Regions from separate parts of the Gossypium arboreum genome. Here region 2 is linked to region 1. A link is a contact called in public Hi-C data. All regions are on one chromosome and are shown on one strand. Each heading gives the region's core, a stretch centred on a gene start, on an enhancer-like site or on the middle of the called end of the contact. The rest is flanking DNA. Distances are from core to core; before and after follow the strand shown.

Region 1 (5,434 bases), core at 1,827-4,326:
CCTGATTAACGAAGCATACGCCCCTGCCTTTGCAATCAACTCTTCATGTGTTCCAGTCTCAACAACTTGCCCTTGTTGTATAACAGCTATAGAATCAACATTCCTTATGGTGGAGAGTCGATGAGCAACAACTACAGTTGTTCTCCCGACCATTAGCCGGTCAAGAGCTTCCTGAACAATACTCTCAGAGCCTGCATCGAGTGCGCTTGTTGCTTCATCAAGGAGCAAGATCTTCGGATTCTTCAACATGGCTCTAGCAATCGCAATTCTTTGTTTTTGGCCACCAGAGAGTTGGACTCCTCGCTCTCCCACCTGAATTTCGAGACAAATTAATACAAAATACAAATTCAAATTTCGACTAGATTCTTAAACTTGAGGAGACCAACCTGCGTGTTATATCCATTAGGGAGTAGGGTAATAAAGCAGTGAGCATTTGCAGCACAAGCAGCAGCTTCCACTTCATCCATTGTTGCCTCGGGTTTTCCATATAGTATGTTCTCAAGGATGGTAGTCGCAAAGAGAGCAGGTTCTTGATTTACCAGTCCAATCTGATCACGTAACCATTTAAGTTGCAGTGTCTTTATGTCAACATTATCCAACAAAACCTGCCCTGTTTATCCAAAACAAAAAACATAAACATGAACTCTAAAATCCAAGGAGCAAACATTTTCATTTTTCAAACACGACAGAAGTCTCTTGATTACCCTGGTTAGGATCATAGAACCTCTCTATCAGAGAGACAACAGTACTCTTCCCAGAGCCGCTACCACCAACAACTGCAAGTGTCTTTCCTGCTGGAAAGAAAATCGAGAAATTGCTAAAGATGATAACATCCGGTCTCGATGGGTAGCTGAAAGTCACTTCCTTGAATTCTATATTGCCATTAACTTCCTCCAGTACTTTCCCGTCCAAATGGTCTTGAATTATGGAGGGTTTTTGGTTGATAATCTCCATCAGTTTGTAACCAGCTGCTTTTCCTTTACTAAATGCCCCAAGATTTGAAAATGACTGACCCAAACTCCTGCAATAGTAATTTTTTTCGAACAATATAATTCCCGGTAAAGCTTAATCTTTAATGGCGTCTAACAATAAGATAACATGAGCTTGAGATCTTACATGCCACCAACAATGGCTGAGAAAATAGCCGTAAATGCCTTGCCGCCATCACTCTGTCCATTCCGGATGAAAACACCAGCGTACCAGAAAACAAGCGCCCAAGACATACAAGCAATGCCATACGTGCACCCGAGCCCTAAACCCTTAGCCATTCCAGCCTTGTATCCGAGTTTAAGTGTGTTCTGTATTGCATCTGAATAAGAATTAAGGGCCTTACTCTCGCCAACATATGAGTACACGGTACGAACTTGTGCGATGGCCTGTTGATGTGATTAATTACTTAGACAAAAGCCTTACATTGTAGTATGAGACAATCGAAACATGTAGACAAGTAGTTTATAATCCAGAACACAATCAAAACATGCTCACCTGCTCGGCAATTATGCCGGCATTCGCATAGGATTCCCTGCTCTTCGAAGTGAGGCCGGTCAACGTATACGCGTATAAGCCGCCGGCAAAGGCAATTCCAGGGATCACTGCCACACTCAGTAAGGCTAACCTCCATGCTGACACAAAACCAACCACTAAACCAGCCAAGAATGTTGACAGATAATGTATAAAGTTCCCTACCTAAAATTTCAGACAAAACAAACCATTAATGAACTATGTGATCTATCCTTAAAACTCTCAAAGAAAAACCTTATTTCATCCAAACTGTCCCCAATAAACCCAGATTAGCAAATGAAACAATTAAAGAGAAAAATAGAAGCTACCTTCTCACTGATGGCATCTTGAACAAGTAGAGTATCAGTGGAAACACTAAAAACAATATCCCCAGTTCTTGCATCGGTGTCAAAGAACCCAACATCTTGTTTCAAAACAGCTTCCAAATACTTCGTTCTCAATGTGCTTACTTGTCTTTCCCCAGTGTACATCCAACATGCAATCTCTGTAAAATCGAAAAAAAATTACTTGTTACAGTGAAAGAGATGGGACTATAGAAGAAGATAATGTTGAATATTAAAATATAATTGAAAGTGAGGGTTTTTGGTAAAAGGGTGTTAAGATTGACAAGTGAAGAAAAACAAAAGGACAAAGAGACAGGCTTTTAAGACCATGTGGGCACGCACCCATCGGTCCGTTTTGGTTTAAACTGGGCTACTACACTGCACGAGTCACTTGTGAACCATGATGCATCCATTCCTATCAAAGATTTGCATACATTTAAAACAAAAAGGGAAGAAAAAAAATTATATACCTGCATATGATGATAGGCAGACAATAAGACCAAGATACACAAAATAGAGTGCATACTGCATTAAACAAGGAGAAAAAAAGAAAGTTAACAGATCTTAGATCTAAAAAAAGTTGGTAAAATTCTTGGTCTTTAAAAAAAAAAGTGAACCTTGGCAACTTCATGAGTCATTTTGGGCAAATCAGATTGGTTTTTGCCAAAGCCATTAACCATTTCACCAAATAATAAGAAGAAAACAGGCATTGAAGAACCATGGATGATAGCTCCTAAGCTACCAGTGATCATCAACAAATAATCATATTTGTCAGCAAAAGTGAAAAGTTGGTAAAATGGCAAGCTTTGTTCTTTCTTCTTTTCTGCTTCAGGGACTGCTTTTGTTTCAGTTGGTTCAGCCATTTTTTTTGTAAACTCAAAAGAACAAAGCTAAAGAAGAAGAAAGGAAGAGGTTGGATGAATTGAGTTGAGTTTGATTCAAAAGCAACTGAGTTGAAGAATAGCCATTGAAAGAAAGAAAGAAAATCTCTTAAGGGTGAAAGAAGAAATAAGAGATCTAAAGAGTAAAGACTGTTTTTTTGCTTCTTTATCTTTCTTCCCTTTTTCAAGGTCTCGAAAACCTGACAATGTCGTTTTTGAGTTCGAGAACTAAGGTGAAGAGAAGGGGAAAAAAAGAGGAAAAGTAAAGGGCAAAGCAGCATAAAAAGAGTGCTTGAATGAGTGTATATATAAAGAGAGAAACTGTAAAGTTATGTAGTGAGAAGGGTAGAGAATGCATGTGTTAGACTCTTGGTCAAACCTATTGCATTTTTTAAATCAATATTTTGTTTTAATTTCATCAAATATCAAGTTTTATCCAAAAATAAATAAATAAATTAGTCGTTATCCGTTAAATTGAATAAATTAATTTTTAAAAATTAGTTTTTGCATGTTAGCACGAGATAGATATTACGTACCATATGTAATTATCTAATTATTCCGTTAACTACATTGGTTTTAACAGCAGAAATGATCAATTTACTTTTTTATCCAACATACAATAGCTAATTTGTCCATTTTTTTCAATAGAAAGACTGAAATTCAATCTAACTTCTAAGATTAAGATATTAAGTAATTTTTTTCATATTAATATTCTAAATTCATATTTAGTCTTAATATAACTCATTTATTGATACTTTTGAACAAATATTTACCTCAATATCATATAGGTCTGAATAAAATTAGATTTTGATCGTAAAATAGATAAAGACAGTTATAATTGATGTAATTGTCAATTTAAATGTTAGATATATATTCATATATGAAATGACAAGTCAAATTGTAAACTTGAATTTGATGTATTAATCAAAAATAGATGCAAATAAAATCTATCTGAGTTATTTTATTTTATTTTTAACATATAAAATTCAAGTTCTTCATGTTCTATACATATTTGAGTCTGGTATTTATGCAAATTTAATTATATATTTTAATATATATGTTATGAGATTTTGAATTGGTACACTCATATTTACAATTTGATTATAGTTTTAATATATAATTTACAGGTATTTAAATTGATATTTAATGTTGAATTGATTAAATTAAAAAATTAATATGATATTAATAGTTTAATCCCGAATAGTTTAAATTACCATTGGGTTTTACTATTTCAATAGAAAAATTGCCAAACTATGTTGAGGAATTTAAATCAAAATAATAATTGAGGATTCAAAATCTGGTCAACAATAAATGTAGCAAAAGATGCCATTTTGCCAAAAAAAAAAATGGAAGTAAGTTTGATGATACTAGAAATTTTATTTTTTTAGGAATTAATAAAATCAAGTCATGTGATCAATTTTTAAATATATATATATAATGGTGATTTAATTATTTAATTTTGTTTTTTCTCATTAACTGGCTATGAGCAATAGTTTCAAATTGGTATGATAGTAACTTTAACTCTCTGTAATTATAAATTATATTAATTTAATATTGATTCAAAAAATTAACTCTCAACATTTGCATATCATTTTTTTTGCACTTTTAATTTTTTATGATATTGAAGATTAATTTTAAATTAACGAGAAAATATGAAAATTATTATTTTGAATTATTGGATGTTTCCATTTTTTTTGTATATTCCAATCAAATTTAGTTGATAATTTTATTTTTAACTTTTTAGGTAAAAATGCCAAAAGAAAAGCAAAATTGTAAAAGAAAATTTAAATTACACTATATGTAAATATTAAGAGTTAGATCTTTTAGAATTAAGACTAAATTGATATAATATAAAATACTGAGGGTTAAAGTTGCAACTATATCAATTTAAAAATATCACTGTTAATCAATTATTGACAAAAAATAAAATTAAATAATTTAATAACTATTTTATAATTTTTATAATTAAATGATTACGAATATATTTTACCATTAAAAATAATATAATATTAATATAATAAAAACTAAGCAAAACTTGATATCTAAGACAAATTTTACACTTTTAACAATTCATACAAAGTTGTAAGAATTTTATTGGTCCTTTGCTTTTCTTAAAAAAAAAAAAACACACATTATGTAATCTATAATCATCACTGTTATTTCTCTTTTTCCTTTTTTTTTTTTTTCATTTTTTTCTGGTTATCTGTGTAGAGCTTTTCGTCTTGTGATTTCTGAATTTCATTGAAAAAAGAAGACTTTGTGAGTAAAATTTGCAGAGAAGCTCTTTCATTCACTGACATTTTGCATGTGTCAATGGCAGCCTCTTTCTTTTTTATGTATATATTTTTGGTTCTGAGGATTTTCAGACATATATTATTTTGTTTTTTTTAAAACAGTACATTTTGTCCTATGGTATTTTGTTTGTTTGCTACTTGGGGTATTTATTTCAATGTGTTATCAACTAGATTTTGTGACCCAAGTCTTAGATTTTAGCATTAAGGCTCATCTCTTTATTTTTTCCAATCTAATTTATGATTTTTCGAATTATATTTTACCCATAATTTTATATTTTTATTAGTGTTAAAATTCGGTAAATTAGGAATGTTGGAATTCGAATACTAAGTGGCATGCATGTGACTATATGTACCTAGTGACCTAAATTCAAAATTTTATGTTTTTTTTTTACAAAAATAAAAATAACTCTTCTCA
Region 2 (5,434 bases), core at 1,067-3,566, 200 kb before region 1:
TTGTACTATTAAAAACTAGCGTGGCTAATGGAATAATCAGTGACATGTGGCATGCCATGTGTACATCATACTGATGTACTAGAACCAGTTTTTAACAATAGAAATAGATGGAATTTTTAACAGAATGATCAATTTGTTCTTTGATCTAACATACAGGGACTAATTTGCCTAATTTTTTTAGTAGAGGGGGCAAAATGCAATCCAACTCCTAATACAAAAGCCCCTATGATACTTTTACCGGAATCAGATGCATGTATCTAAGCAGATGCTGTTAAAGAGACTTATGTCCGCATTTAATCAGATTGGAGATACCAAGTATCTCATAATAAAGCATTTCACACAAAAGAACTCTTGCTTCTGACTTTTCCTAAAATAAGTACAATAAGTAAAATTAAACAGCTTGATCATAAAAAAAAACATTGATTTTCCATAAACAAACAAGAAACAAGAAATCATTTCAGACAAAAGACTTCTTAGCTTTTGTCTTTTTCTTTTAGTCCTCAAAGAACCAGTAAATTTGTAAACACTCATTAGCTCAAGAAATATGTCACAAGCAAGGAAAAATAGAACTTGCAGTAAATTCGTACAGAATTAAGAATCATATTCGTATAACCGTGCAGATTCATTAATAAGATCAGAAATATCAAGTACCAAACAAGAAAGCATTTCAGACAAAAAGAGCCCTCGCTTTTGACATTTTTCCTAAAGGAGTTGAAAACAATAAGTAAAATTAAACAACTTGAACGTAAAATCTTCCTTGATTCAAGAAACTTGTCACCATAAAGGAACTTGCTGCTAAGTACATTTGTACGGATGAGAGAAATTCTGCTCAAAAACATTGATTTTCCACAAAAACAGGAGATTGAGATTACCAATTATCTAACAAGAAATCATTTCAAGCAAAAGATTTTGTAGCTTTTGACTCTTTTCCCCCCTCGACAAAAAATTTGCAAATGCACAACAAATATGAAAAAAATCATGAACATACACCATCATAGAGAGTGATTTTTGGGGTTTAGTCCAAAACCAGAAACAGAGAAGCAACATATACCTGATAATTTCAATATGCTCAATTGCACCACAGTATGCGAAAAAGTCACAGAGATCCTTCTCGGTAGCTTTTGGAGATAAGCTCGTAATTTCAGCCGTGTAACCTCCAGGGTACATTGTCTTAAACTGAGATAAAAATCAGCCAAAAAAGAACCTATTTAAAGGTATTTAAATAAAATTTTAGAAGCACACATAGAAGTAGCTTGATAATGCAGATATCATCATCGTTCATTCAATACTTTATAATTCCGAAACCACAGCAATCCCAAGGTACAAGGATACTTATGGATGATTTTGAGGTAAACAGTTCTCAGTGGTCCTAACAGCCAAGCTCTCTCATCGATAGATCGTTTCCTTGGTATAAAATGAAAACCAAAAATTCATGGGTTCTTCTAAAATAAAATGAAAAATACTAATATGGTTGCTGATTTTCTAGCATTGATTAGCCTTATTTCAACATTAACATAATTAAAGATGCCAAAGCTATTTTACCAAACTCAGTAATCCCAAGCAAGATGCCTTAACCGACTCCAAGATCTGCTTGAATACACCCCAATAAATCTTAGTTCAAGTCAAAAGTAATAAAGGGGATGAGTTTTAGGGACAGCCATAGCCCATATAATCCTACAAAGTGAAAACTTTAAATTGGCTTTCATTGTAAACAATGTAAACTTTAAGCAAGATTATCGAACTTTTGGCTAAAGTTCAAAAAAGGGTTCAACCTACAATAAAGAATACTGATAAATACCTAACTATAAAAAAAAAAAATTCCATTTTCAAGCTTCCTTTACGCTTGATGAAAGAAAAAAATATCATGGGTTATCAACAATGGGGGCAATTAATGAGTGATAGAACCAACTTTGTCCACCAAATATCAATTAAAGGTCAGCTTGACACTAATTATTTGGCAAGCATGTATTCATTGAGATTCTTGAAAGAAGTTAAACTTAGTGAAAACCTGAGAAAGTAAAAAAAAAGGAAAACTGAATTCATTAAAACCCTTAATGCATTCAAGAAAGTAAAGGAAAAACTGATCAAATAAGGCGAAAAAAAGAACTGGGTATCACTGAATTTGCTAGAAAAGAAGGAAAATTGAGAAAAGATTGAAGCTTTATAAAAATTATGATACATTTACATACCTGTTTTTTAGTTGTTGATGATGAAGAATCCGATGATTAAGAGCTTAAGCATGGGAAAGAAGGGGAAAGAGAGATAGAGACAACTAACCAACATAAACACTGGCACGCTGATCTTTCCAGATGGCTATAAAACCCCACTCTCACTAATGGAGCGTGCATTTCAACAAAGAAATTTTGTTTGCATATTTTAACTTTTACTAAAAAAAAAAAGTAAATTTATCTTTACACCTTATTTGTTAAAAACTTTTGTGACCGATAGAAAAATTAGATAGCTACACGTGGTGTAACTGTATCTTATTTTGACATATAATTATAAAAATTATCAATTTATTCTTTAATTTAATGTATAAAAATTAATTTGTTTATTTTTAAAGTAGAGATAATAAAATACAATCTAAATCCTAGTGTCAAACCTCGTGATACTAGTACAAGGATCTTTGTAATATTTTTACTATTTATATTTAATATACAATAATATACAAGTTAATACACATTCAAGAACTCAAATTTTAAAAAATTAAAATTGAAAATACATACATTTTCTATTTTTATACAAAATTTACATTCATTTTCAATGATGTGTTTATTTGATATATTAATCATGCATAATTTATTGGAAAATAAATATTAACATAAAATTTTTGATGAGTATAATATTTTGTAAATGACTTTTTTTTTCCTTCTTTAGAGCAAAAGAAATTTGTAGGAAATACGTGTTTGAATGAAATTTATAAATCTATATTTATATATTTATTATTATTATATATGACTTTAAGCTAATAACTATTTTATTTCTTTAAATGGCGCGTGAAATCATTTCCTTTATAAAGGAGCGTTAATGATCTCTACCGTAATTGGTTGAGTAAAATGACCATTTAAGCCACGTTGCCGGATTTCCGCTACTCCATTGGCCGGGAATCTAGTTTGGGCCCGCAACTGATGCCAGTACATCTCAAATGTCAAATTTAACCTAAAGCCCCTACATTTTTCTCTATTTCCCTTTCTTACCACTAACTTTTTTAGAATTTCCTTTTACATAAAAAATTCAGATAATCATATCTTTACCAATGGTAATATTTTAAGAATAGTATACGTTAGCTCTATTTTAAAATTAGTCATAACAAAAAATTTAGCTCTAAAATTTTTAATTTTTATCTATTTGGCCCATACATTTTTTTTCCTTTATAGTCAATGGCAAAAATCATTGGTGAAAGAGCTTAATTAATGGATTTTTAATATCTAAGAGCTTAATTAGGTCCTTTTTTTTTTGAGGAGCTTAACTAATTATAAAGCACAAATGCACTAAGAGGAGAGTTGAATTGGTAATTAAAAATCTGGGGAAAGATGACAAATAAAAATTGACACAATGATTTAGAGCAGTTCGACTCCAATTGTCTACCTCTAATAGCTTAACTTTTTACAATTAAAAATTTCCTAAGTCCACTAATTTCAAGCCTTTTAAGGATAATGCTTAACCTTTATAACACTATCTTTTAAGTAGATAAGATAAAGTCACTTCCTTTTTAAGGTTGTCTACCCAGAACTTCAAGTAACCTCTCACTAATTTGAGAAATGAAATTGAAACAAGGAATACCTCTTAAAGGTTGATATACAATTATTCAAGCTTACTCAAATAAATTAAAACATTTAAAATAATGAAAGAGAATGAAACCTCAAGTGTGTACAAGGGTACGTAAGATGAGAATTACAAATAAAAGATTAGATTTTTGCACAATGAACTTTGTAAACTTGTTTCTTGTCTGCTTCTTGATGTTCTTAAACTCTATTTATACATTTTCAATGAAATCTAGTCGTTTGGAGCAGTTAGAGAAAAAATTGAGCCGTTGAAGACATTTACTCGAGCATTAAATGTAGCTATAAAGGCTTATGTTATGATATCATGACTTTAGGTATTGATACCTTGCTTTAAACAATAAGATCGTTGGAGCTTTAGGTGTTAGACCTTTAGCCCATGACCTAGTACCATAATGTTGGGGTATGACACTTCCTCGTTTGGGGTTCAATACCCCTAAATACCCAAAAAATTTACTTGGTTTGCTAGATATTAGACCCAATAAGGAGGGACCCTATACATAGCCATGTGTATCGACACTTAGGCTAGGGGGTCCAATCCCCTAAAGTCAACAGCTTATTGACTTACAAAGTGCTATTAGGAGCTTTTAGTACTTGCAAATTTTTTTAAGTGTTTAGCCAAGTTTAAAAATCACTTGAAAATAACTTCTCAAAGGTTTAACATAAAGTTTTACAAAATTTGATGAAGGAAATATTTTATTATATCAAAACATTTGAAAATCACAATTAACATTATTAAAAAAAAAAAGAAATTTAAGGGCTTATGGACCCTTTAGCTGAAATTATACTATGATTATTATCTCTCTTATATTTAAGGGTTCGGGAGAGGTTATCAATTGTTTTGGGCATTGTGTAAAAAAATTGACATGTAGCAATGAAAGAAAAAAAGACATTTGTGGAGGGAAAATTGCAACATAAATCCTTCCGCATTTTTATATATATGGTATTCTACAAGTTATATGTCCATAATAAGTCTTTCCAATTAGCTTATATTCAACAATTCAACATACATTTTTACATGATACGTCATTGTAAAATTTTAAACCATTTTAATTTTTTAAGTTTATCTCTATTTTTACAAATTAAAAACACTATTAAAATTGAAATAAATATTTAAAATATAAATAATGTTATAATAAATTATTTAGTGGTCACAATATTTAAACCAAATTAACAACTTGGATCCACTAATTAATAATTAAAATAAAATAAAATTTCACACCATTTATTTTATAATATTTATATTTTAATAATAGGGTTAATAGTGTACTTTTTAAATTTCACAAGCAGATATAAAAAGAGCCATGTGTCTCATTTCTTTACAATATCTTATAGGACACTTGTCATCACTCTAACTTTATTTGTGGAGTCTAAAACTCTATTGACAGTGTACCAAAAACTCTTTCTTAAAAATAATGTGTATTTAAATCAATCTAATATCAATTATCATGTTGTTAAAATTAAAATTAAAATTAAAATATATATTATTATATTTTAATTTTGTAAACATATTAGTAATAAAACATTAAAAACTTATTAAAATTTTAAATAATAATTAAATATAATTTAATTAATATATACAATCAAATACTCAACTAATATATAAAATTACCATATATTGTGTTATTATAAAAATGTTTTTAAGATAAAAA

Evidence for each region. Hi-C and Micro-C count contacts between places; a contact is called where the count stands out from the background.
Region 2: a Hi-C map of leaf shows a contact between it and region 1, with 5 times the contacts expected there. The contact joins the promoter of LOC108454569 here to the promoter of LOC108456889 in region 1. A contact is called at or near these places in 3 of 5 Hi-C or Micro-C datasets (all in leaf).

Annotation. Positions count from the first base shown.
Region 1 is chr9:5,664,204-5,669,637 of ASM2569848v2, reverse strand. It overlaps LOC108456889 (ABC transporter B family member 19), which reads right to left and starts at 3,076. Exons shown (of 10, transcript XM_017755623.2): 1 at 2,462-3,076; 2 at 2,315-2,369; 3 at 1,830-2,005; 4 at 1,486-1,686; 5 at 1,117-1,376; 6 at 705-1,021; 7 at 387-610; 8 at 1-312. The coding sequence starts at 2,707.
Region 2 is chr9:5,868,165-5,873,598 of ASM2569848v2, reverse strand. It overlaps LOC108454569 (binding partner of ACD11 1-like), which reads right to left and starts at 2,316. Exons shown (of 5, transcript XM_017753071.2): 1 at 2,190-2,316; 2 at 1,052-1,176. The coding sequence starts at 1,167.